Regions from separate parts of the Mus musculus genome. Here all the other regions are linked to region 7. Evidence: chromatin contacts called from public Hi-C and promoter capture Hi-C data. All regions are on one chromosome and are shown on one strand. The core of a region is the stretch at or near the end of the contact, and the rest is flanking DNA. Distances in the headings are between cores, read along the strand shown. Region 1 holds the start of Serpinb6c (serine (or cysteine) peptidase inhibitor, clade B, member 6c). Region 2 holds the start of Ripk1 (receptor (TNFRSF)-interacting serine-threonine kinase 1). Region 3 holds the start of Tubb2a (tubulin, beta 2A class IIA). Region 4 holds the start of Bphl (biphenyl hydrolase-like (serine hydrolase, breast epithelial mucin-associated antigen)). Region 5 holds the start of Psmg4 (proteasome (prosome, macropain) assembly chaperone 4). Region 6 has its middle 56 kb from the start of Foxf2. Region 7 holds the start of Wrnip1 (Werner helicase interacting protein 1).

The links. Promoter capture Hi-C pulls out the DNA fragments that hold promoters and counts their contacts. Hi-C and Micro-C count contacts between places; a contact is called where the count stands out from the background. Capture Hi-C pulls out chosen DNA fragments and counts their contacts.
Region 1: a contact with region 7 is called in a promoter capture Hi-C map of embryonic stem cells, with 5 times the contacts expected there. The contact joins the promoter of Serpinb6c here to the promoter of Wrnip1 in region 7. A contact is called at or near these places in 10 of 39 promoter capture datasets (the 3T3-L1 cell line, 3T3-L1-derived adipocytes, cranial neural crest and 5 more) and 4 of 115 datasets of contacts at active chromatin or transcription factors (astrocytes, embryonic forebrain, embryonic stem cells and 1 more).
Region 2: a promoter capture Hi-C map of adipose tissue shows a contact between it and region 7, with 3 times the contacts expected there. The contact joins the promoter of Ripk1 here to the promoter of Wrnip1 in region 7. A contact is called at or near these places in 8 of 39 promoter capture datasets (the 3T3-L1 cell line, the SN4741 cell line, cranial neural crest and 5 more), 1 of 15 datasets of contacts at CTCF or cohesin (large pre-B cells), 2 of 484 Hi-C or Micro-C datasets (CD4 T cells and regulatory T cells), 8 of 115 datasets of contacts at active chromatin or transcription factors (the 230-238 cell line, astrocytes, embryonic forebrain and 4 more) and 5 of 9 other capture datasets (adipose tissue, embryonic stem cells, liver and 2 more).
Region 3: a Hi-C map of CD4 T cells shows a contact between it and region 7, with 5 times the contacts expected there. The contact joins the promoter of Tubb2a here to the promoter of Wrnip1 in region 7. A contact is called at or near these places in 1 of 484 Hi-C or Micro-C datasets (CD4 T cells) and 1 of 115 datasets of contacts at active chromatin or transcription factors (large pre-B cells).
Region 4: a promoter capture Hi-C map of liver shows a contact between it and region 7, with 3 times the contacts expected there. The contact joins the promoter of Bphl here to the promoter of Wrnip1 in region 7. A contact is called at or near these places in 7 of 39 promoter capture datasets (the HPC-7 cell line, cranial neural crest, embryonic stem cells and 4 more), 4 of 115 datasets of contacts at active chromatin or transcription factors (the 230-238 cell line, large pre-B cells, pro-B cells and 1 more) and 2 of 9 other capture datasets (adipose tissue and liver).
Region 5: a Hi-C map of regulatory T cells shows a contact between it and region 7, with 10 times the contacts expected there. The contact joins the promoter of Psmg4 here to the promoter of Wrnip1 in region 7. A contact is called at or near these places in 1 of 39 promoter capture datasets (pre-B cells), 4 of 484 Hi-C or Micro-C datasets (CD4 T cells, natural killer cells, regulatory T cells and 1 more), 2 of 115 datasets of contacts at active chromatin or transcription factors (the 230-238 cell line and astrocytes) and 1 of 9 other capture datasets (adipose tissue).
Region 6: a contact with region 7 is called in a Hi-C map of embryonic stem cells, with 4 times the contacts expected there. The contact joins the enhancer-like site here to the promoter of Wrnip1 in region 7. A contact is called at or near these places in 2 of 39 promoter capture datasets (the 3T3-L1 cell line and cranial neural crest), 1 of 484 Hi-C or Micro-C datasets (embryonic stem cells) and 1 of 115 datasets of contacts at active chromatin or transcription factors (large pre-B cells).

Annotation. Positions count from the first base shown.
Region 1 is chr13:33,902,905-33,906,461 of GRCm38.p6, forward strand. Serpinb6c (serine (or cysteine) peptidase inhibitor, clade B, member 6c) reads right to left here and starts at 2,287. Exons shown (of 7, transcript NM_001382852.1): 1 at 2,204-2,287.
Region 2 is chr13:34,000,620-34,004,212 of GRCm38.p6, forward strand. It overlaps Ripk1 (receptor (TNFRSF)-interacting serine-threonine kinase 1), which reads left to right and starts at 1,744. Exons shown (of 11, transcript NM_001359997.1): 1 at 1,744-2,087. It also overlaps a transcript of Serpinb6a not described here.
Region 3 is chr13:34,076,456-34,079,708 of GRCm38.p6, forward strand. It overlaps Tubb2a (tubulin, beta 2A class IIA), which reads right to left and starts at 1,553. Exons shown (of 4, transcript NM_009450.2): 1 at 1,418-1,553; 2 at 94-202. The coding sequence starts at 1,474.
Region 4 is chr13:34,035,817-34,038,949 of GRCm38.p6, forward strand. Bphl (biphenyl hydrolase-like (serine hydrolase, breast epithelial mucin-associated antigen)) reads left to right here and starts at 1,825. Exons shown (of 7, transcript NM_026512.1): 1 at 1,825-1,953. The coding sequence starts at 1,847.
Region 5 is chr13:34,161,167-34,164,579 of GRCm38.p6, forward strand. Psmg4 (proteasome (prosome, macropain) assembly chaperone 4) reads left to right here and starts at 1,798. Exons shown (of 3, transcript NM_001101430.2): 1 at 1,798-2,083. The coding sequence starts at 1,910.
Region 6 is chr13:31,680,016-31,683,189 of GRCm38.p6, forward strand. No RefSeq gene overlaps it. Among named protein-coding and RNA genes, the nearest start is that of Foxf2, 56 kb to the left of the region's middle. Within about 2 kb of position 1,421, at least 9 of the 459 cell types and tissues checked have an H3K27ac peak or open chromatin away from gene starts, as enhancers often do. A contact at or near this core is called in embryonic stem cells, where this site is marked.
Region 7 is chr13:32,800,184-32,803,818 of GRCm38.p6, forward strand. It overlaps Wrnip1 (Werner helicase interacting protein 1), which reads left to right and starts at 1,847. Exons shown (of 7, transcript NM_030215.3): 1 at 1,847-2,861. The coding sequence starts at 2,055. It also overlaps a transcript of Mylk4 not described here.

The DNA of each region.
Region 1 (3,557 bases), core at 1,037-3,536, 1.1 Mb after region 7:
TCTAAATATTCAGTTGGTGTCTGAAATGCCATAATACTCCAGTGCTCAACTCACTTCTTGAAATCATCTGCAGATAACCTATAATACTCAAAACAATATAACTTCCAGATAAATGGAGCCTGTACACCACACTGTTTGGAGAAGAAAAAGGTGTGTGTGTTGGGCCGGTGGGGGGGGGGGGGAATTCTGTCCATCTGAGTTAGGGTCTTGCTATACAACCCAGGCTGTCCTCAAACTATCATCCCTCTGCCTCAGTCTCCTGATTACTAGGATTACAGGTGTATACCATCACACCTGGCTTCTCTCCCAATTTTTTCAGTGTACTATTTCTGTCTGCTGATTATACATGTGCAATCCATGTAAACAGACATGCAGATATAGGAAGCCAGGTGGCCTTAGTTTATGGACCCAAATGTGAACCAAACATTCCTTTCTCTATTTGATGATACAAGCCATAGTGACTGCAACTCCTCAGGATAGACCAGAAAAGCAAGACACTCCCAGTCTAAACTGATAACATCCGCAATCCCTGGAACCTCAAATCCCAGCACTAAAATTCATGATCACATGATCTTAACTCAAAGGTTAGTCAGCCATCACATACCACACCTAGTCCTAAGCCACACCCAAGAGGAGCAAACATCCTTAGGAATAGTCAAGTCACGAAGCAATTCCCTTCCACATGCACACACACACACACACACACACACACACACACACACAAACTACTAAACTTCACCCAGCATTCCCTCACAATTCTCCTCATGTGTTCCTATGATAAGAAAAGAACATAAAAACTGACTAGGCACTTGGGGATCAGAGACCCCAAAAGTATCAGTTCCTGTAATGCCCCTGATCACCTGACCAGGACTCCAGAAGGGAGCTCAAGAGTCTAATTGCCCTTGATACCTGTGAGGGCAGAACCAAACTCCAGTCCAGAGAGTAAATCCTTCTAGTGAATAGCTATAGAACTAGATCCCTAGATTTTCATGGTTAAAATGAGTTATATTGCTTATAATCCCAGCACTCAGGAGGTAGAAGCAGGTGGATCTCTGATTTCAAGCCCAGCCTGGTCTACAATGTGAGTTCCAGGACAGCCAGGGCTGTTATACAGAGAAACCCTGGGGAGGCAACAAAACCAAAACCAAAAGGGGGGGTTACATCTATTTCCAACTTTACCCCTTGTAACTGGTTTAATGATACCTCTTCAGAGAGAAGAATGTTACAGTAGCCTTAGCCTTCTACACAGCTCTCTGATGAGGCCCATTAAAGAAAAGCTGTTTCAGATCAAGAGAATGAACTCTAGCTATGGGCTGGGTATGTCTAACATTCCAGGCTACTCAAAAACAATCAGTACTAATCAACTGCCTAAGAGACCACACCTCGGAAGGAGATCCAGCTGGTGCCAAGATAAATATATGAGGGTAATAATTATCCCTTGAGAAGATAATGCACTTTCCCTTCCCAAAAGCCCGAATCTGTTATGTCCCTCCCAAGCTGCTGTGAGGCTCTGTTTGCTCTGGCCATCTTTCTGAGTCAAGACCTGGAAAAGCCTTGGTTTTTCTCTTTTTTCTCCCTTTTGTCTCTTACTTTCTGATTCCTGGCCACAGCTTAAAGATGTCTTCCTAGCTCTGTATTCGCTGTCCCTTTTTGCCATTTGGCTGCTTGCTGAACCTTCACCCTCACTCAATTAGCAAGGCCTTGTCTCCTCCTCTACTCCGTCTCAAAACCCTCAGAAGCTGTTCTCTGGCATTTCTTTCAAACTCTAATAAAACCGTGTTCTAGTTTCCTTCTGTGTCTATTCTAAATAAATAAATAAGTAAATAAATAAGGAATCTAAGAACTATTAGAGAAACTCAATTTTCCTAGAGACAAGTGGTCCTCCAAATAGGGCTACCTAAAATTTCCAGTAATATTGAAACCACAAGAATGCTATTTTTCTGTACTTTTAATTCTCAAAACAATTTTAAGAGAAAGGGACATTTCAGGTCTGTTACTAAGGGGCAGAGCAAGCTCAGCACAGCAAGGCTGTGAGTCTGCCAACAAAACAAAGAGAAAGGGAGAGAAAAGATAACTCAATCTAATCTGGAACAGAAATCAGATTAAAACTTTCTGCGTGTCTAGGCAGACACTGGATCCTTAACACTTCGCCTGACAAGAGTTTAGTAGAAAGCATATCAAAGTGATCAGGTCAGCTCCTTACCAGTATCCTTCTTCTTACACTGAGGGCCTCCAAAGACTTGTCGTTTGAGCCTAACTTCACAAAGACCATAACGTCTATAAAAGCAGGTCCAAAACCCTTGACACTCACTCCCAGGCCTCTTCATCCCCACCTCCTCCCACCTCCCCACCCCTGGTCCCCGCCCTCTGAGATTCCAAAGACTGTCTCTCGTGTCATGAGTCCTGGATCTCCAAGTCTGGGCAAGCAGTCACATGTGGATCCGGATCTGGGACACCGACCCCATCGTGAACAAATCAACTCCTCAGTGGGTGCTGAACTGACCAACGCCCCTTGCATCAGAGCCGAAGGCGTGGCCACCAGCTGGCCCAGAACACAAGGAGACTTACTCTCCAGACAGTGTCAAAGAACCACTGCAGCAACTGCATAATTCAAGATGAAACCCCTACCCCTGATCGCAGGTCTCTAGGCCAACGCCACACCCGCTCCTGCCACCCTCGTCCCCAGCGCCCTGTGCCAAAGCCTGCATCAGCCTAGCCTACCCCGACACTAGGTTCACCTGGAGATAGCAAGATGAGCAGAGATCTGAAAGGTACTGGCTGTGCCCAGGGCTACTGGCTGGGTGGAGAGGCAGGTGGAGACTGGAGCTCTGGGCGCTGGCCTATTGTGTTAGGAAATGCAGAGGGCAGGGCTAGGTTACCTGAGCCTAACAATGCAGCAGCCCACCCTTTGTCTCCTGGCCACCCGGTTGCCAATCCAGCTGCGGATTTTTCTGGTCCTGAATGCCTTTTCTAAGAATGCCTTTTCTAACAGCAAGCTCAACAGGAGCTGGAGGCTCTGGGTGGTTTCCTACAGAGGACTAGAGTGTGGTTTCACCAGCCTTCTCATTCTGCATTTGTCAAGTTGATAAATGCATTAGGTGAGTTATAGCAAAGCTCTTATGACCTCATCATTCCACAAACCCCCCACCCACCTCCTAATACTTCACATGAGGGATTGGCTTCATCATGAGTTGTGCTGGAGACACTTAAAGCACAGCACTCCAGGCTCTTATGAGGAAGGCATCTGTTTGCTGAGCCCACAGAGAAAGCAATTGGGTATAACAGGATTCTATTGTCTAGTTATCACTACAGCGTTTCTCAAACTTTGCCTCCAAAACACTGTTTCCCTTCCTGTTTTAAAGGGCCGTCAGCTTGTCTCAAAACAACTAAGACCTTCACAAGGACAGAGGTTCTTCTCAGCCTATGAGCTAACTACCATAACTTCATAGGTAGGCAAAATCCTCTAGAAAAATCACAATCCTGTCTTTTCAGAAAGTTTATGTGTGAGCATCAGCTTTAAGAAATTTTATTATATAGCTGGGTAGTATTGGAAAAAT
Region 2 (3,593 bases), core at 494-2,993, 1.2 Mb after region 7:
CTTTTTTTTTTTAATTCTATAATTGATTTTAGTGCTAGGTAGTAGTCCATTGTGGTAGATTTACTAGAGCTATTGAAATGTAACTTATTTGCTTTCAAGTTTTGGCAATTATGAAAAGCTGCTGCAAAAGTTAAATACAGTAATGGGAGAGATGGCTCAGTAGTTGTTCTTGCAGAGGACCTGGGTCTTGGCACTCATATGGTGACTCACAACTATCCATAACTCCAATTCCAAGAGATCCCATGCCCTCTTCTGACCTCCATGGACGCCAGGCATGCAAGTGGTGCACAAACGTGCAATCAAAGCACTCAGACATATCAAATAAACCTTTAAATTTTTCAGATACAGGAGCTGGAAGTGTGAGTCAGCTGTTAAAAGCACATACTGCTCTTGCAGAGGACCCCAAGTTTGGTTCCCAGACTCACACCAGACAGTTCACCTGTAAACTCTAACTTCAGGGGACCTGATACCTTTCTGTGGCCTCTAGGAGAATCTGCACTCTATTATATACACACTCGTAAATAAAACAAACAAAAAACTTAAGGAAAAACAATGTACAGGAACCTGAAGAAGATAGCTCATGGTTCCTTCAGCAAAGTGCTTTCCATGGCAACATATGGATCTGAGTTCAATCCCCAGCACTCATACAGAAACAAACAAACAAAACTGGCCATGGAGACACCCCTGGTGCCTCTTGCCTTGGCCAGACAGCTTAGTCCATTCCACAAGCAAAAGGTAAAAGTAATACCTTGTATGGAAAAGAAAAAGATGCATTGTAAGAAGGAGCTAACTGGAGGTGGGCTCCTGGCCTCCCATATGTGGAGTTTTATACACACACACACACACACACACACACACCCAATCCCACCCGGAAAGAACTCCAAACAAACAAACAAACAAAAAACCCAACTTAAGTACATGTGTTTATACACTAGATGTATGTTCATTTGGGTACATACCTGTATGTGAAACTGATAAATCATACAGTAACCATAAAGGTTTTGCATTCTTTGCAGGAATGTATGTGATTTTCAGTTAGTGTACGTTTTTGTTAACATCGGTGAATGTTTGGGATTTGGGGGCATTTTATGTGTACTCTACATCAAAGTTGAGTTCCCCTAATGTCCTTTGACATTGAGCATCTTTTTAATGCTTATTTGTATGGTGAGGTATCTGGTAAAATGGCTGTGAATTTTCTTAAAGTGGTCGTGTGTATGGTTTAATAAGACTCCTTTATCGTGTCTTTTGTGGCCCTCTCTCTGTCTTGTCATATTTATCTTTTGACAATAAGGGATCACTGGACTATCGTGCAACTTTCTTCTTAATGACACCTGCAGCAACACAGTTTCTGCTTGGGGTTTCAACTACTATTTTCGAGGGCTACAAATTAATCACGTTTCTTCCTCGACAGGCTGCTGTGGTGGACGAACGATAATTTACCAGTGGTTCTGTCACCGTGTCACCTCTGAACCCACAAAGCTTGCAAAGGCCACTGTCGCACACAGCGCTATCTAGCGGGCCAAGCGGTCTCCGCCCTGACATATAGCAGCTATGACCGCCGTATTATTTTTTTTAAGGGCTCTCTCAGAACTCGCTCAGAAAGCAAGGCAAAAGTGCCATTCCTTCCGCCCGCGGGCCTCCGGGATGGTCGTGCTGCGAACCTGGCATGCTCAGTAGAGCTCAATGCCCAGCTGGGAGGCTGGCGCTCGCCCGTGCACACAGCCCCGGGGCGTGAGCAGAGGCGGAGACAGGGGCGGCCGCAGCCTAGCACCACCCCAGTAGTCCTTAGAGGAGGACCAGCGGCCCCCGGAACGGCCTCGGGAGCGCGGGTGTCGGTGCCGCTCACCTCCCGGGAGTCCAGCGGCGGTGCGGACCCGCGGAGGTGCGAGCTGGACGCGGCGGGAGGCGGCAGGCTGTGGGGGACCTGCGAGTGGCTGGGCGCCACTTCAGCACCGAACTCCGACCGGTCCTCGTCAGGGCCCAGGGCCGTCCCGGCCGGGCAGCCACGGCGAGGCGCCGCTCCTGACGTCCACCGCCCGTCCTTCCTCACCTAGGCCGGGGTACTTGGCCGCGGGAAGGCCTCTGAGGTAAGTCAGCGCGGGGGTCGAGGCCAGGGGCGCCGCCGCTAGTTTCCTCAGAAGCTGGTTTCCCGGAAGGGGCGGAGGCCGCGCGATTTCTGCGCGTGGACCGGAGGGCGGGGCTCGTTGTTTCCGGAAGCCGGGTGGCGGGCGGGACTTCAAACGTTCCCGGAAATCGAAAAGCGCGGAACTTGCTGTCATCTAGCGGGAGGTTGGACTCTTCTTGAGGTCGTTTTAGCTCAAGTCGAGACTGAAGGTGCGCCGTAGCCATGGTTACAGAGTGACTATGGAACGATTATTTTGGTAGGAATGACAGCTTCTTGAAGCTTTAGGACCCCAACAAGACTACCTAAATGTAACCTATCAACCCTGGACCTACCAGCTCTTTAAAAGGGTCTATTCCTGTTGTCTTGGGGCAGCAGGTGGCAGAGCAGTCGGTAGCTTTCATCGTTATTTTTGAGGTGAGCTGGCAAATCAGGAGTGATCTACGACCTCAACGAGAGACCAGTGTCAAACATCCAAGGCTTCTCTGGTCCTCAGTAGCATTTGCATTTATGGGTTGCTGCAGACCTTTTCTGAGTTGTGAAAAAGATAAGCCACATCCTCCTCACCTAAGCGTTGGACAGAGCCCACTGAGGATGGATGGTGCAGCCCAGGGTGACTCATTCTTTGTGTCTTGCAGATCATTTGATTTTCTTGCTCTTTTACTTTGTGCAAAGAGTTGAAGCTGTTTTAATCAAGAAATTCCACAAAAGACCTTTAGGAAAGTATTCTTTCTTAACACATGAAGACTCGATGGTAGAGTGAACTTTGGGATGCAATGACTTAATTGTGTAATTCTGTAGCCCCTGGAAAGATACTACTAAGGCTTGTGAGAAAGGTGAACTATCACAGCTGTATTGTATGTAGAAATATACTAGTCTTATTGAAAATGAAATTTGGGATGTTTTGTTTGTATGACTGACAAAAACAGTAGTAACAATTCTTAACTTTAATTTCCATTTTTCTCATTCTTTGCTACTTTGAGCCTTACACATAATGTTAAGCTTTCAAGATTGTAATAAGATATGTGCCCAAGGTAACAACTTACAAACTGGGCACAGTACTATTACACCTTAGTTAATGTCTCCTTAATATCTCCAGTAGGATCTGGAATTTGAAGCAAATATATAGTTTCCCACACATCGGTAGGATATCATTCTGGCAGATGTGTCTTACTATAAAAACATGGATATAATACTAAGTTTTTTTTAAATTTAATCTGTACATCCCCATGTTTTTAAAATGTAGAATATTCAATTAATCTGGGTAAGTCCATATGATTTTATATGTTTGTTTGTTTGTTTGTTTATTGTTTTTGAGACTGGGTCTCTTTGTGTAGCCTTTGCTATCCTGAAGCTAGCTATGTAGAAGGCCAGGCTGGCCTTGAATTCCCAGAGATCTACCTGCCTCTGTCTTCCTGGTGTCCGGATGGAAGGCATGTGTCACTATGCCTGGAATACCATGGCACACTAT
Region 3 (3,253 bases), core at 303-2,802, 1.3 Mb after region 7:
GAATATGCAAAAAAACCATTTCCTTGTCTGCATGCTGGTAGGCTGCTTTCTCTGTCACGGTATGGAAAGCGAGACTGACATCCAAACTCTTACCAGCAGCTTCATTGTAGTACACATTGATCCTCTCCAGCTGCAAGTCACTGTCGCCATGGTAACTGCCAGTGGGGTCGATGCCATGCTCATCGCTTATCACCTCCCAAAACTGAAATGAAGACAATCCCACATCATGCTTAGAATCTCTCTGTCACCAGAAAGACAGCAGGGCAAGAGCCTAGTGGGCTGCGGGCCTCCATGTATTTGGGCAGCAGCTGCTGCTGCAGAGGGTCTTGGGAATGCGCAGTGCATCGGCCATATTATGACCACAGATGCAGGGCTGGGAGGAGCCTGGAGAAGGAAGTGGGCACAGCGGATCTCGCAGAACTGCAGAGGCAGCTGCTTTCTATCACTCCAGGCAAGGCTGAATGTTACACATACAGGCTGATGGATGGGAAAGGCAGAAGGGAAAATCAGGTGCCCCGCCCCCTGTGCCTCCAGGGATCAATGGCTGCTGGCACAGACTCCATGACAGCTTTCAACAGCCCAGTTTTATACCACTGACCTACATATTGGCTTCGGGTATTGACCCTGGCTAGGAATGTTCGGGGATGGGCAGTACAATCCTGAGAGGGCGTCTGGCAGCCCCGGGAAAAAGCTGGCCATCCTCAGGATGTAACCTCCATTGTGACTTGGCAGCAGGAAAGGGAGTGGGGAGGTTGGGTGGGCAATATGGCGGTGTTGAAAGAGACCATGTCCTTGTGCAGGCACCCGCCCACACCCATGTTAAATACCCATTGCTGTCTCCCCACTGCCGTCGGGTCTCACAGCCCCCATTCCAAGCAGTCTTGCAGAGAAAAAAGAGGACCATAATGTTTTATGTCACATCTAAACGAGCCCTTGTAAGAGAATTTGTCTAACACCCTCGTCTGTTGGCCCAAAGACACGCCTCTGTAACATCTGTCAACCCAATGACACTGCATTTTTTTCATTCAAATGACAGAAATATATATATATATATGAATTACATTTGACATGAGATTTTTTTCAATACATGTAGTGACCCCCCCAACCCAAATTTCAGACACGAAAAAAACCCAGACTAATGTCAGCTGCACCCCGCAGAAGGGCTGTGTCCCAAAGCAATGTAATGGACCTTAATTTAAGACACCCTTGTCGCACCAATCCTGGCAAGTTGGTCGGCTTTCAGGACCCGGCCCGCCCAGTAGCCAGCGGTGGAATGCGACACCAGCCGGGGCTCTTCTGGATCCCCTAGGCTCGGCCTGCTTCCGCGACACCCCCCCCTACCCCTCTCCCCACGCAACCTTGGGACCCTGACCGGATGGGACTACCTCATCCATTTCTTCCCTAGGGGTGAGCCCACCTTAGCGCCGATCTGGTTGCCACACTGGCCCGCCTGGATGTGCACGATCTCGCGCATGGTGCTGGTTGTAGAAGGGGTGGAGGCTCTTGCCCTCGGAGCAGTGCGTGGACAGAGGGCTAAGGAGCGCAAAAGACCAGTCGCCCTCCCCCAGCACCGCCTTTTATACCCGGGGACCGCCCAGTCCCGCTGACGTCATGGGGGCAGAGCCGAGGGGCGGCGCGGCTGGGACTGCGGCACCGCGAGAGGGAGCCGGGGCGCGGTGCGAGGTGCGGGGCACCCGCCTGTATCCAGCCTCCTAGGGTTATTACGCCCCCCCAGCCGGTCCTGCTGGTTTCCCCTCAGTGTCCACCTGAGGTGTTTGTCTACTGTCGAGACCTTTAGGTTACACTCTGGTTCTGCTCCCACACTGCTCATTTCCCACCACTCTGGGGACTACAGATGGGGCTCCTGCCTCCCCAGTAGCAGGACAGGTGTGGCCTCGCTCTTGGATATGAAGCCCAGAACTGAAAATGCATCTCTACTAGATGTCCTTTCTGAAAAAGGGTGCCTGCATCCTGGGCAGGACTTGAACTGCAGCCCGGTTCTCTCTTTCAAGTCTGCTTGGTAACTAAGGGCGAGTAGAAAGCCAGACGTGATACCGCTTGGGAGGAAAGAGGGGAGGATCAAGTGAGGGTCTGGACTGTTTCAAGGACGACAAGGATGCTATACAGGTCGATTGCTAGGTATAGAGGAGGAAGAGTGACGTTTTTCTGGTCTGGACTCTTGGGTCCTAAAAGCCTCTTAAAAGTCGAAATTTCTGCTCTCAGACACGTGTTGGAGCGAGAGAGCAAGGGAGGGAAGTGGAGGTAGCTAATATAGTGAGTGTGAGTTGAGATGCTGGTCTGAGAGAGACACTGGTTTTCATGGGCTGGGTAAGTTAGCCAAAGAACCTCACTGACAAAAGGTCACAGTGATCACGTTTTGGACACAGTGCTTAAAATATATTTGTTAAATGACTCACTTGTTTTCACTTTTAAAAATGTGATAACCAGGAAAATATAAAAACACGGTTGCAGCCCACATTCAGGGCTCACATTTCCTTCTCTCGGCTAGTACTGTCTGTCCCACAAAAGGCATCAACACTACCCAGATTCCTCCCCTCAGAAAAGCAAGGTTTAAAACCTGACCAGCTACAAATTGAGGAAGCCCGAGAACCTGCAGTTTTTCTATTAGCAGAAACCCTAGGCTTGGCGCTAGGACTGGTCCACCAGGAGTTACTCTTCGTTGGTCTGGCACAGTGGAGGGGTAAACAGGAGCTTCCACCAGTTCCTCTCGGGAGCCAGTTTCTTCAAATACTAAATAATTATAGGTGCCGTGGAGCTGGCTTTGTGAACAGGAAATGAGAAGGTGTATATGAAAGCAGGTTGAGTTTATGGAGTGAAAATGCCTTCATAAAGTCCAAGGGGATGCTGCTGTAAATGTGGATCTTGTTTGCCATGTTAATATTGGGTCATTTGCTGAGGTGGGAGCCACAGCCAGTCACTCGTGATTAAGCCCAGGTGAAGTTACATCATCGTGGATTCCGCTTCAGGGACCCAGGCCTCCAGGCTCCTCCATCCTAGCAGGCAGGCTGTGCTGGGGCCTCCTCAGATGGGAATAGATGTCCTAAGTGCTCTTCTTTCTCCTTCCCATCCCCAAGCTGTTGGGTCCCAGGTTTGGCCTTCAGAGTTTTTCCCCCAATCTGCCTCCATCTCCACATCATGGGTCTTCCTGAATAGCTAGAAGGTTCCAGAACCTCTGCCGAAATGGCTTTGGAGAATGTCACTGATTGTGGCACTTCACAAAGGTTTCCTGAGA
Region 4 (3,133 bases), core at 575-3,074, 1.2 Mb after region 7:
TAAGTTAATGAAGGTTCATAAATGAACAACATACCCACTCAGTATCCTATCTATCTATTTATTTATTTATTTTGTGTGCACATGTGCTTTTTTTTTCTTTAATGTGGAGGTCAGAGGCCAACTGATGGAAGTCAGTTCTCTATACAAGTAGGGCCTACTTACTTCCTTGGCAGAATCTTCTACCTTCTATGTTACCACATTTTCCAAAATGTCATGTTTATATTCAGTGAAAATTCCAGTAGTGTGTCAACTCTTGTCCACATATCTGGGTGTTCCTTTAATTGCCTCTGCTGTATTTTGCTGCATCCCCAGCACTTGGGAGGCTGACACAGGAGGATCAAGCATCCAAGGCTAGCCTCACCCTAGGCTTCTCTATGGTATAAGCAGTATACAAAGATATCTAAAGGGTTGACAACCAGATTGTGGCTAAAACTGAACCACTTAATCTGATAATGTTTTATAACTGCTGACAATATTTTTAAAAAGGGCCTTAGAAGGTGAGGTAGGGGAAGAGGGGAAGAAATCAAGGTTCCCTTCATGGTTTTATCGCTTCAAAAAATGGGGTGGGGTTAAAATGGAGGACAGACTCAATGACATTTACAAATAAGTGATTATAAAGAGTTAAGAGCTAGTGTAATTGTAGTAAGAGGTATGATGTTTTCATATAGCATTAGGAAGCTAAGCCGACCTGAATACCCCTCCACAGCTCTGTGAGCCAAGCCTTTCTAACTTCTCTTCCCACTGTTTCCTCGTCTATAATCTGGGGTAAGAAGTATGGATGGAGAAGGAGCATATACTAATTAAAAATATAGTGACACACTTTAAGGCACCTGGCACAAAAATGACTAGTTTTTGGTATGAAGTATTGAAAGCTCCCTCCCCCCCCATTACTGGGACTAGTCATTGCTGGGTAATTGGATCGTGAGGACTCTGACTTAATCAATGGAGTTATCTATTAATGGATTCATAGTTTGTTGGTATTATTGGAAGATATAGGAGGTGGGGCCTGACTACAAGAAGCAGGTCACTGGGAGCATGCATGTCTTTGAACAATTTTTCCTTTGAACAGTTTCTTCCAGTTCTTTCTCTTCTCCCTCTCAGCCTGTTAAGTGCTCTTAACACTTAAGTGCCTCCGCTCCCACCATGCACTGCCTTTCCTCGGGCCCAAAGAAATGGGTCCGGATGACCTTGAGCTTAGAGCTCTGAAACCATGAACCTTTCCCCCTTTTACATTGTTCTCAAATGTTTGTCACAGTGGTGCATAAAGCTAACACAGCAAGATGTACAAATGATGAGTTCTTAAGACGTGCATAATAAATGTTGCTCTAAGTAACCTAAAGGCTTGCTACCATTATGCTTAGCATCAAGGGACCAGGGCTAGATAATGTGGGAAGTGGGACATAGTCAGGTGTAGTGATGCAGGCCAGATGTCCCAGCATGAGTCAGGAGGATCAGGAGCTCAAGATCAACATCAGCTAGAGTTCTAGGCCAGCTTGAGCTTTCCTTCCTTAACAGAGGCAGGATGGTCTGCTGTGCACTTGTCTCTCAGAGGCTCTGCTTAGATACCCTTTAGGTGAAGGCAGCACAGCAGGTGGCCCCGCCGACCCATATCCTTGGACTCCTTGGCAGTTGCAAGCAAGGAGCAGTGCCTACTGAACTGTCCACCCTGAGAGAGCTAGGACTAGAAGGACACGCTCTGTTTTTGTTTCTGGGCAGGCCTGACAAGGAGCAGAGCGAGCTCCAGCAAGGCACAGCGGGCCAGGGGCGGGACTTCGAGCTTAGCACTTGAAGGGTGGCATCCAGCCGGGCGCATGCGCGTTCCATGGAGCTTGTGCGACCTGGAGCTATGGCGACCGCAACAGTTCGCCCGGCGGCCCAGCGGTTGCGGCTGCTCCTCTCGCCCCTGAAATCCCGGATCTGCGTACCCCAGGCCGAACCCGTAGCCACCTTCGGGTAATGGCGTGCTCGGGGCAGCGAGGGCCACTGGCCGGGGAGGGATACGGACGCCTGGCGTTGTCGGCCCTTCCTTGCTCAAACCCCACGTCCAGATCCCGCAGAACTGGTGTGCGAGCACTTTGATGCCTGGGGTTAGGTTCTACGTGCTGGGTGGTGGTCCAGCCTCCTCAGTGCACAGGGAAGGAACTGGGGAGGAAGGAAGGGGTGGGGGGCTTGCTGGCCTCTTAGCCATTTGCTGGGAACAGTAATTATTCCTGCCAAATCAGAAATCTGCCTAACCTGCTTCAGTGGCAGGCAGGGCCCAAGTTTCCTGAGTCCTTTTGCTTGCTAATTTTAAACTTAAGTGTGCAAGACAATCTGCTTGGGAACCTGTGTAAATTCAAAGTCCCAGGTTCCCCTGCCAGAGAGTCGAGTGTGTGTGTGTGTGTGTGTGTGTGTGTGGTGATGGCCAGGACACCGAATCTTCACTTCTATTTCCCTCTACACTACACTCCAGCCCTTTGCTAAAATAATAACATTCATGGAGACCTGCTGTCTTGAAAATGGGTGCACGGTCTCAAGAGAATGTAAGCAGAAGATGTGGATAGAGCAGGCTGAAGTTGTGCGCATCCCTCCATGTTATACACATGCAGACATAGGCAGTGGTCGTGTGCAGTTTACTATCGGTGGGCCATTGACAGTAGTAACGAGCATTTGGAACTTTATTAGACCTGATGTGGAAACCAATCGTTTGAGCATATAATCTGGAAGTAGAAAGAACGGAAAAGCGACCCATTTTTTTGTTTGTTTGTTTGTTTGTTTTTAAACATTAGTAGCATGATTGTGTAGCTCTCTTAGTCTATATCCAATTCAGATTTCTTCTCTCATATGACTTTAACAACTTTTTAAATATACACGTTGGAAAACATATCAGTGACTCTGGTTGTATAAATTGCTAGTGAAGAGGCATGTTATCCCGTTTCCTGATTGCAAAAAGGGCTTGAACGAGGCTACTAAGGTTGTGTTAATGTCATGCTCATCGGCAACTTAATGGCTGTTGAGAGTCTCATTCACTTAGCTGCACTGGAGACCACTCTTCCTAAAAGATCTCTGCTAAGGTTTCCCTTAGTCTCACCCTGCATTGTTTTAGAAATACAAACGGCCTGTAACCTGAGAAACAGCTCCAGGTGGTTAATCC
Region 5 (3,413 bases), core at 548-3,047, 1.4 Mb after region 7:
GGGCAAATAGTCATGTTAATGTTAATAATTATACTTTAATAAAGCTGTCAAAATATGACCAGATTCACTGATAATTAGCAAATGGAAACAGAGTATAAAGAACACTCTACTATATTGCTAGTTTTGTGTTAGTAAAATGAAATGTCGGAGGCAATTAACTTTATGAAGAGGAAAGATTCTAGTTTACAGTGCTAGGAGGTTCAAGAATACAGTATCTGTGCTGGCCGAGCTATGGTGAGGACTTCATAGCACAAATGTCACAGGAGCACAAATACAGGAAGAGGTCACAGCCTGAGAAGAGTAGGCAGGAGGAGGATGGGTGTAGCAGGGTGTAGGGGTTGCACGGGTGCTGCTCTGTATTTGAATGCTAAGTGCTGGTCCCCCCAAATCTGGATGCCTCCTGATGAGATCCTCCTGTACCAAATGATGTAAAGCTTGCCCCCCAACTTATTCCTGATTGGCCAATAAAGATGCCTACAGACAAGGCTAGGCAGAACAGAGTGGGTGGAAAAATGGATTCTGGGCTTGGGGTCTGAGATAAGGATGAGGTGGAAGAGAGAGGAAGAAGGAAGGAGGTCACCATGGTGTTGGTAGATCATGGGCACATGGTCAAGAGGACCAGCCTGATGGAGTAGGAATGGCCCAGGCTGAACATGGCCAGTGACATCTCTGGGATCACCATAAGAAAATAGGTAATATAGCATAGAGGGCTGATATCTGCCTAGCTCTAGTGCTTTTAAGCTTATTATAAATCTAAATGTTTCTGTATCTTTTATCTGGTAATGATATGGTCTGAAGTGGGGTAGAAACCCCCAATAGATATTTAAAGGTAACAAGGGGGTGTAGTAACCCCCTCCCCCCAACCCCCAACAATATTAACCACAAAGGCTGGGCTTGTTGCTTTTATAGTAATACCTCAGGAGCTCTATCACAGGAATATTTCCTTTTCCTCAGTGACTTGGGTCTTCCAGACAGGGCCTATCCCCTGATCTCCCATGATATTCCATAATCTATCTCCCTTGGGGACTAAGACATCTCACAGTGGATCCTCGGAGGGTCCCAAACCATACTCAAATCACATCACATTTTAAATCTCAATTTGATCCACTAAGAGTTACAGGAAATTTAAGCAGACTCTTTGCAGTTCCTAGAGTCTCCAAGTCTACTGTAAAAAGCTTGACAAACCGGGCAAGTTTTTACGCCTCTCAACCCACCAAGGGACTCATTCCAAACACTTTAGTGTCCCAGTAATTAAAATTAAAGGGTCCCAGGGCAGATATATCACCACCCTCCACAGGGCTTCCCTCTCTCACATTCTTTCTCAAATCTTAAAGGCTCCCTACTCATATTTCCATTTTGTACTCGAGGAAAGAGAGACAGAGAAGTTAAAGGGTTAGATCAAGACCCGAGCTTTACATGATAGCAGCTCAGGGTGTGCCTGCCTGTCTCTGAAGACCCTGTCCTCCCGCCATGGTCTATGCAGTTCTTTTTTACAGCTTTCTCCCAGGATCATTGCTGTTAAATTATGTTAGCTAGGTTAGAGACTTGCAGAGGTGGGCCTGGGAGGTGGTGGCTGCTAAAGCGCTCAAATTGTGTCCGTGTCTGGGCAAAGGAAGATGCTGAGAGTGGTTTCAGTCCACTAACATGCGCTCCTGGGAAGAAGGAAAAAGGACAGAGGTAGTTCAGTGGGTTCCTAGAGATCGCTGGCAGACTCCTAGGCGAGGCTGAAGGTACCAGGCTAGAGCAGGCGGAGGCCCTGTTCTAGGCCCCGCCCACTCATGCTCGCCCCACCCCACCTCGGCGCGCGCATCTGAAAGTGAAAGAGCGTTCCGCTTTTCGGAGCTCGCTCTCTCTGGTCTGGGAGCCCGCGCCTGCCCGGTCTCGGTGCTGTGGCCCGGTGGCTGGCGGGATGGAGGAGTCTCGGGCCGCTGCGGACGCGGACGTGTCGCTTCACAACTTCAGTGCAAGGCTGTGGGAGCAGCTGGTCCACTTTCATGTCATGCGGCTGACGGATTCGCTCTTCCTGTGGGTGGGAGCAACGCCGCATCTACGCAACCTCGCAGTGGCCATGTGCAGCCGCTACGTGAGTGTGGGCGGGGCCAGGAACTTGATGGCGATCTGGGGGCGGGGCCTAGCCGTAGTTGGGGGTGGGGTTGGGGGGACCGGTGGACCTCAAGGTGAAGGATCTGGGGTAGAGGGTGGGGACCGCTAAGAAGGGTTTGGGAGGAGAGAGACCAGTGGGAGTGAGGCTGGTCGCATGCGGCCCTGAGAGACATTCTTGAGGAGCTTCAGTGTGCCCTGGGGTCCTATTCTGAACACCTCAGGCTGGAGTCTCCTAGGGCTGCTTCTTGACTTGCGGGAACCCCGGAGTCAACCCACACGTGGACCACCTTAAAGGGAACTCATCCCAGCCCCTGAGCTCTGAGCTCACCAGAACATCGGCTCTCCTTGCACCAGCTTCCTGACATGTGCGCGTGCTACGTTTTACATTTTACATTGGGTTTAGACAACTTTTGTATTGAACTTGGAGCTTAGATTTGAGTGTCTGATAGGTACTTGACCAACAAACTCAAACCTTCCCCTTCTGTGACCTTTCATCTCTGTATGGGCAACTCTACCTATTCTGAGTGCTCTCTGGCTGTCTTTGGCCTTTCTTTCTCTCACAGGTCACGTGCCCAGAGCCTCTCCATCTCCAGGATAGGGGGTTGAATCCAAAGCTTTGCATGTGCTATGCAAATGCTCCACCACTGAGTTAAACTGCCTGTCCTCATCTCTTCCTTGAACACACCACTCATATTGGATGAAGGACTTACCTTACCCTCGGATGAGCTCACTTTGTGTGGGGGGCACATGCATATATATGCACCCAAATTTAGGAACATGCATGCACGTATGCATGCATACCATACACACTACATATAAGCAAAAAGATAAAACAATAAGATAGATCAGGGATTGCCATTCCTCTGCTAAAGACCCTTTGAGATGAATTCAGAGTATGATACTGAGTTTCTAGTGATCCCCACAGGGCCTGTTGCTTCTTAGTGTTCTTCCCTGCCCAGTTATTCCAGTAGTACTGGCCTCTGAAGTTTTAGTGATATAAGGTGAGGTTAGTGTCTAGTACCTCTCAGGCTGCTCATTAAGTCACTTGGTGAGTTGTTGAGACCTCTTCAGGGCGTCCTTTAAGTTGTAGCCAGTCAGGCAGTAAGGTCTTACTTCGTAATCAGGTTCTACTAAAACATGGCCACATCTATCTATGCAGGTGGAGAGTATGGCAGCTCTAGTCCTACTAGCGGGCTTGTGGCTGCTGACACCTGAATTATTTTCTTTGTGAGCATTCATAGAAAAGTTGTGCTGGTCCATGGAGGACAGTGTTAAAGATCATGTGTGTGTGCTCCTCCCTTTGCCCGCAA
Region 6 (3,174 bases), core at 171-2,670, 1.1 Mb before region 7:
AGCTGTGTTCTGCCTTTGATTCAAAATTAGCTAATTTTTAGAAACTCCGAGTAGTGGAAGAATTATATAAGAAAGACAGTACCTAGACGGTTAGTAGCAGTTAGAGATGGTCCTTATTTTTGGTGTTTCACATCGGCAGTTTGTTCTATACACTAGCATCTCACTGAAAGGCAGCTGGCAGTGACTTTCCCACTCTCTAGGCTGTGTGTGACATTGCTGATAGCTTCCTTTGCTGTATTGTTGGTTTTTAATCTCATGTCATCCAACCTGTCAGTCCTTGAGGTTATTTCTGGGTTATTAAAGTCCTCTTCAGAAACTTTTTGAGTATGCCTACATCTTGAAGTGCTTCTCTGAAACAAAAACCATGAAATTCTATAATTTCAAGAAAATATTTCTTTCCATGAGCTAGGCAACACTTCTTTCAATATGACATCAAACATTCAAGCAAAGCTAGCATGCTAATTTAGGCCTGTGATCCTAGCAATAAGAGGCAAGAGGATTATCATAAGTTTGGTGCCAACGTGTGTGGGCTACATAGTGAGTTCCAGGCCAATTTGAACTCTGTCAAAAAAAGTTCAATAACAAAAATGTTGGACTTTATCAAAATTGATGACTTTTTGCTCTTTATAAGACACATAAAGAAAATAGGATAATAAGCCATAGGTTATGGGAAATACTGGAAAAATATTTTTAATAAAATATTTCTGTCAACATATGGCTGATCAGCCAGTGACTGAGCAGGGGAGAGAATAGGGCTGGACTTTCTCACAGCCTGGGGAGTAGAGGGACAGAAAGGAGGGACAGAAAGAAGAGAGGGACAGAAAGGAGAGAGGGACAGAAAGGAGAGAGGGACAGAAAGGAGGGAGGGACAGAAAGGAGAGAGGGACAGAAAGGAGAGAGGGTCCAGGAGAAACCATAAGAAAACAGCTGGAGCAGAGAAAACCATAAAATGCAAATATCTTAGAGTTTTTGTCTGGGAGGTAGACAGAGTTAGGTTAGAGGATTAAAATAGATGAATACTGTGCTCAGTTGTTGTGCCTTAAAGCTTTTAAGTAAATACAATAGCCCTGCCTCAATTATTCCGGAGCTAGAGGGGTTAAGAGAAAACCGCAACATAGAGGGGTTAAGAGAAAGCCGCAACACTTACCAGATAACATTAACAATAGTTCTTCTGGGAGGTGGTGATGCATTTATGAGGTTGGACCTACTGGAAGGTCTTCAGTCACTGTGGAAATGACACTATGGACTTCCTCTTCCCATCCATGATGTGATGAGCAAAATCATTTCTACCATAATGTGCTACCTCAGCCAAGGCAATGGAGCCCACTCCACTGATCATGGGCTGGAACATCTAAAGCTGTGACCCAAAATAAAACTTTCCTTGGTCAGTTATCCCAAGACAGAAAGATCACTAGCACACACTGTACATGTGAAGTGCCCAGAGTGCAAGTCTACGGAGTTAGGAAGATAACCAACTGCTTAGGGATGGCATAGGAGTGAGAAACAAGGTGCAAATTAGGCGCTGGCAACTTCTCAAAGCTGGGTGGCAGGGAGAGTTACATAACTGTGAATTTATTTAAGATATCATTAAATTATACCCTTACAATTGGGACATTATAATTTAGAAATCTCTCTGTTAAATAAAAGTGTTCATGTGTGCGTGTTATAATCTAAGTTGGACAGCTCATATTAAATGTGCATACTAGGGTTGGAGAGATGCCTCGGCATTTAAGAGCACACAGGACACAAGTTCAGTTCTCAGTAGCCACGTTAGGTGGCTCACAATTGTCTAACTCGAGCACTAGGGAGGTCCAAGACCTCTAGCCACCACAGGATCTTGTATTCATATGTACATACTCCAACACACACACACACACACACACACACACACACACACACACACACACACACACATATACTTTAAAGAAAGTATACAAAAAGAGTTTTCACCCAATATAGATCTCAGCAATGATGATAATGGTCGGTGGCAGTGATGATGATGATGGTGATAGCAGTGATTATAGTCACAGGGAGATATTGTGTTTATAGAAATAAAAACAGAGCATGTATTATTTAAGTAAGGTGCACTTGGAGGAAACTGGGTTAAATATAAAATAAGACATAAATCTTAGCTCTACAAAGTCATTGTTAAAATCCACAGAGTTAAGAATCATCTCAGTTGCTGCATATCCTATTCTTGAAGTTGACTAACATTTTATCCTGAATTATTAGCTTACAGGGAGGTGGAAAAATTGGTGTTGTTTTTTTTTTCCTTTTAGTGTTCTCTTAATTTGTGGCCTGAGAATCCTCAACCATCCTCAGAAACATTTCACTATAAGATGGCATTGGATATTTATCAGTTTTATCATCCATGATTCATTTCCCTCATCTTTGTGTTTAATTTCTATTTTTTAAGAACAGCTGTGCTTCAAGTATATTTTACATATTTTACACATATTTTACATATTTACACATATGGGTAAAATATACACAGTATATTTTACACATATCTACCCTTTCCGTTTACTGCAAGCTCATCCGGTGTCCAACCAAAAGAAATATTCCTCAGGAGGGTGATGGATATTCAGGAATGCATAAGGGCATCATCTGGGAAAGGAGAGTCTTGAGATTTCCAGGCCCAAGTCCCAGATAAAGACCTTGGACCTCACCACCCCCCTTCTGAGCAGGTTACCTCCCATTCTCTTCTATGCATCCTTGTTTTTCCAGAACCAACCCCTTATTCTTAAAGCCTGACTCTTCCTTCCCTAGAGGACTGATTTATTTAATCAAGACTTTCCCCCTTGTCCATAGTGTTTGGACCAACTCAATGATGAATGACAAGGAGCTCTTCCTAAAATGAAACAAGCATCAAAGGACAAGAAAGGAGCGTGATGGTGGAATAAACCTCTTAAAAATGAAAATAGAAGAGTTTATGGTTCCAACTCTATGACGTTCTGCAACAGATGAAACTATGCTGGTGTTAAAGGCTCAGTGGTTGACAGGGGTTCAAGGGTAGGACAGAGGAGTAGGCAGGTCATGGGGGAAATGCTTTGGTGTGACACTATAAATGTAGACATATGTCATTATACATTTTGCCCAGACCTATAGAATTTCTTTCCAACAAGAATAAGCCCTAATGTAATCATCTCTGGACTGAGAGACCTGTAGAAGAGT
Region 7 (3,635 bases), core at 597-3,096:
ATATATATATATTTACATATATATATATATATATATATTTAAAAAAAAACGCTCCCCAATCATCTCTGATTGGGTAATAACAAGCTGACCAGCCTGTGGCTGAGCAGAGGAGATAGGAAGGCTGGACTTCTGATCTCAGCCAGGTAGAGAGAGAAGGAAGAGAGGGACAAGAAGACCAATGTTTGCCATGAGGTTGATATGAAAGAGCAGTCATGAGGACACACATGGACCAGAGTGAGCCAGGGGAAGACCAGATTGGCATGTTAACAGGGCATTTGTCTGGGTATTATCAGCCTTAGAGGGTTAGAATAGCCCAGAATGGTCCAGCTTAGGCTTGCTTCTTGTTATTAAACTTAATAGTTCTTTGTGTCAGCTATTTGGGAGCCAGAACGGGAACAGATGAGTTCTACACTTAGGTATGTAACAGAATTTGTAACTCACGTCACATTAGCTATTGCCAGTTTACTTCATAGCATAAGATAACTAAACCTTCAGTGGGAAAACAGTAAATAAAAAGTTTCTACTGTAACTTGCTGTATACTGTTGGGTGGTAAAGTAAATACACACTCAAATTTTGACAAGATTCATAAGTCTTTGCTTTCCCTTAACACATTTAATTTCTGATTATCAGCAATAATCAATTATAATAAAATTTTGATGTTTTTGGTAGCCCCCAGGTACAGGTTGAGAATTCCAGCCTTAGCAACTTAACAAGTCACACTCCTCTCAATCTACCTATATGTATTTAAATATTTTAAAAGATGTATTACATTTATATTTACATGTTTTGCCTGCATGTATGACTGTGCATTACCTAGGTGTAGTGCCCCCAGAGGCCAGAATAAGGAGCCAGATCCTCTGACCTGGTGCTGCAAACTGAAAGAGGAACCTACAATAGCAGCAAGTGCTCTTAACTACTGAGCCACCTCTCCAGCTCCTTTTGCATCTTTCCAAGGAGTAACTTACAGAAAAGCATAATAAAATCATAAGCAGTAATACATGGATGTAGACTACCACACTAACTTTTTAAATTTGCTTTTCAAAAGTAAAAATACAATTTTGTATTATGTAGCCCTGGCTGACTTGGAACTCAAAATGTAGACCACGCTGGCCTCAAACTCTGAGATCCACCTGTCAGTGCCTCCTGAGTACTAGTATTAAAGGTACACAGCACTACACCCAGAGAATATACATTTATAAATGCCTATTGTACTCATTTCCTGCTCCTGTCTGCTGGAAATACCTTTAAGGACTGCCTGCCATCATTTTGTTATTGGGATACAACGGTGATTTTCAGTTTACGACTATTATATCAGCTAGAGATAACTATTAAGCAAGTACTTTGGGCGACAGGTCCTAAAGTAAAATTAAGGGGCACAGGGGAGGGAATCCCTTTTATTGCATTTCCTTGAGCAGCCTTCGGAATTGAACTTTGTCTACCTGTGTAGCTCTTGTGTGTTTATGTCGAAGCCCTTTCTCCAGCTTCCTAGGCACTTCTGGGGTATTTCCACTTCGTTTTAGTTTTATTACAAATATTCTCCCTGATGACAGCATTTCTAGTTCCGCACCCAGAAGGCCAAAATCCTGGAAAGCCAGGTTCCCAAGTTCCCTCCGCTTGGGTTTTACTCGAAGGCGGTTGTTTCCGGTACTGAGCAGGCATGCGCACGCGCACCACGCCTATCCAAGCAGCGCCACAGAAAGGCTCTTCCCAGGGACCGAAGAAGACGAGAGGGCCTGTTGTGACGGAGAACTACATTTCCCAAAGTTCAATGCGAGAAATTGCCGGCGGCGATTGGGGGCATCGGGTTGCGGAGTCTTCTGCCCGCTTTGGACTACACTTCCCGACACGACTCGCGAGGCGTTGCCAGCTGCGGGCCGAGGGCGAGTTGACGCGGGAGCTCAGGACGTGAGGCATGAGCGGCGCCCTCCCTCGGCCCGTGCGTGTCCTGCTCCCTACCCGCGCGAGGGTCGCGCGGCACCGGGCCTAGCGGCGGGCATCGGCGTTCTCAGGGGCAGGTGCAGCCGCACGGGCGCCAGGGAGGGCAGCTGCCACCATGGAGGTGAGCGGGCCGGAAGACGACCCCTTCCTGTCGCAGTTGCACCAGGTGCAGTGCCCAGTGTGCCAGCAGATGATGCCCGCCGCGCACATCAATTCGCACCTGGACCGCTGCCTGCTGCTGCACCCTGCGGGGCACGCGGAGCCAGCGGCCGGCTCTCACCGCGCTGGGGAGCGGGCCAAGGGGCCCTCGCCACCCGGCGCCAAGAGGCGTCGACTGTCGGAGAGCTCGGCGCTGAAGCAGCCCGCCACCCCGACGGCGGCCGAAAGCAGCGAAGGCGAGGGCGAGGAGGGCGATGACGGCGGCGAGACCGAGAGCCGTGAGAGCTACGACGCACCGCCCACGCCCAGCGGTGCGCGCCTTATCCCGGACTTCCCGGTGGCCCGCTCCAGCAGCCCCGCCAGAAAGGGTATGGGGAAGAGACCAGCGGCTGCAGCCGCCGCAGGCAGCGCATCCCCGCGCAGCTGGGATGAGGCGGAGGCGCAGGAGGAGGAGGAGGCGGGGGTGGACGGCGATGGCGACGCGGACGTGGACGGTGAGGACGATCCCGGGCACTGGGATGCGGACGCCGCCGACGCCTCGTTCGGAGTCAGCGCGGGCCGCGCGCATCCCCGGGCGCTGGCGGCGGAGGAGATCCGACAGATGCTGGAGGGCAAGCCGCTGGCTGACAAGATGCGTCCAGACACGCTGCAGGACTACATCGGGCAGAGTAGGGCCGTAGGGCAGGAGACTCTGCTCCGCTCGCTACTGGAGGCCAATGAGATCCCTTCGCTCATCTTGTGGGGCCCGCCAGGTTGCGGTAAGGTGAGTGCTGCTCTTGCTGTTTTTGCCAAGGGCCGCGGAGGTATTCTGAGCCGGGTGCGGTCCTTAGATTCCGGACCCCTCCTCTGGAGAGGGAGGCCTGGGGGCGCGGTCCTGATGCGTGAGCGGAGTTTGTAATACGCAAGCAAGCATGCCATTTCCCCAGATTCCCCAGACCCCTTGTTGGGCGTTTTTCACAAGAAAATGCCCAATTTTCTTGGTTTATGCAGAGATGTGGACAGAGATTTGAGCTATCTTTGTGGTCATATCCATGATTTTTAGTGACCCAATTCCAGGCAGGGGACATGCTGCAAACATTGGGGAAGAAACATTTTGTATGCTCCATTTGTTGTGGAAAACTAATTAAATTTTTTCTATTATACTTGACCCCCTCTCCCACTAATTGGCTTATTCTAACTGGTTTTTGGAACTAATAGAAGTCTCTCTTCTGTGATTCGTTTTCAACAGGCATTTCCATAACTTTCCCATACCAACTGCTGCTTGAGAAAAGCATCAATGTTCTGTTTTAGCCACAGCCAGAGGAGACTGGTTAGAATACCGTGGGTTTAGAGAACAGGTCACTGGAAGAATACTTGAGAAAATGTGGTGAAGTGACAGTCCTGCTCATAGGATACCCGGACCGTCCTGTGGACAGTCAGGAAAGGGCCCAGGATTATAAAGAGCTCTTCTCAATTTACGGTTCAGACTGCTTCATTCACAAGCACATTCCTGATGCTTATCCTGTTTTCCTTTGCAGCTCCTCTCAGCCACACCTCT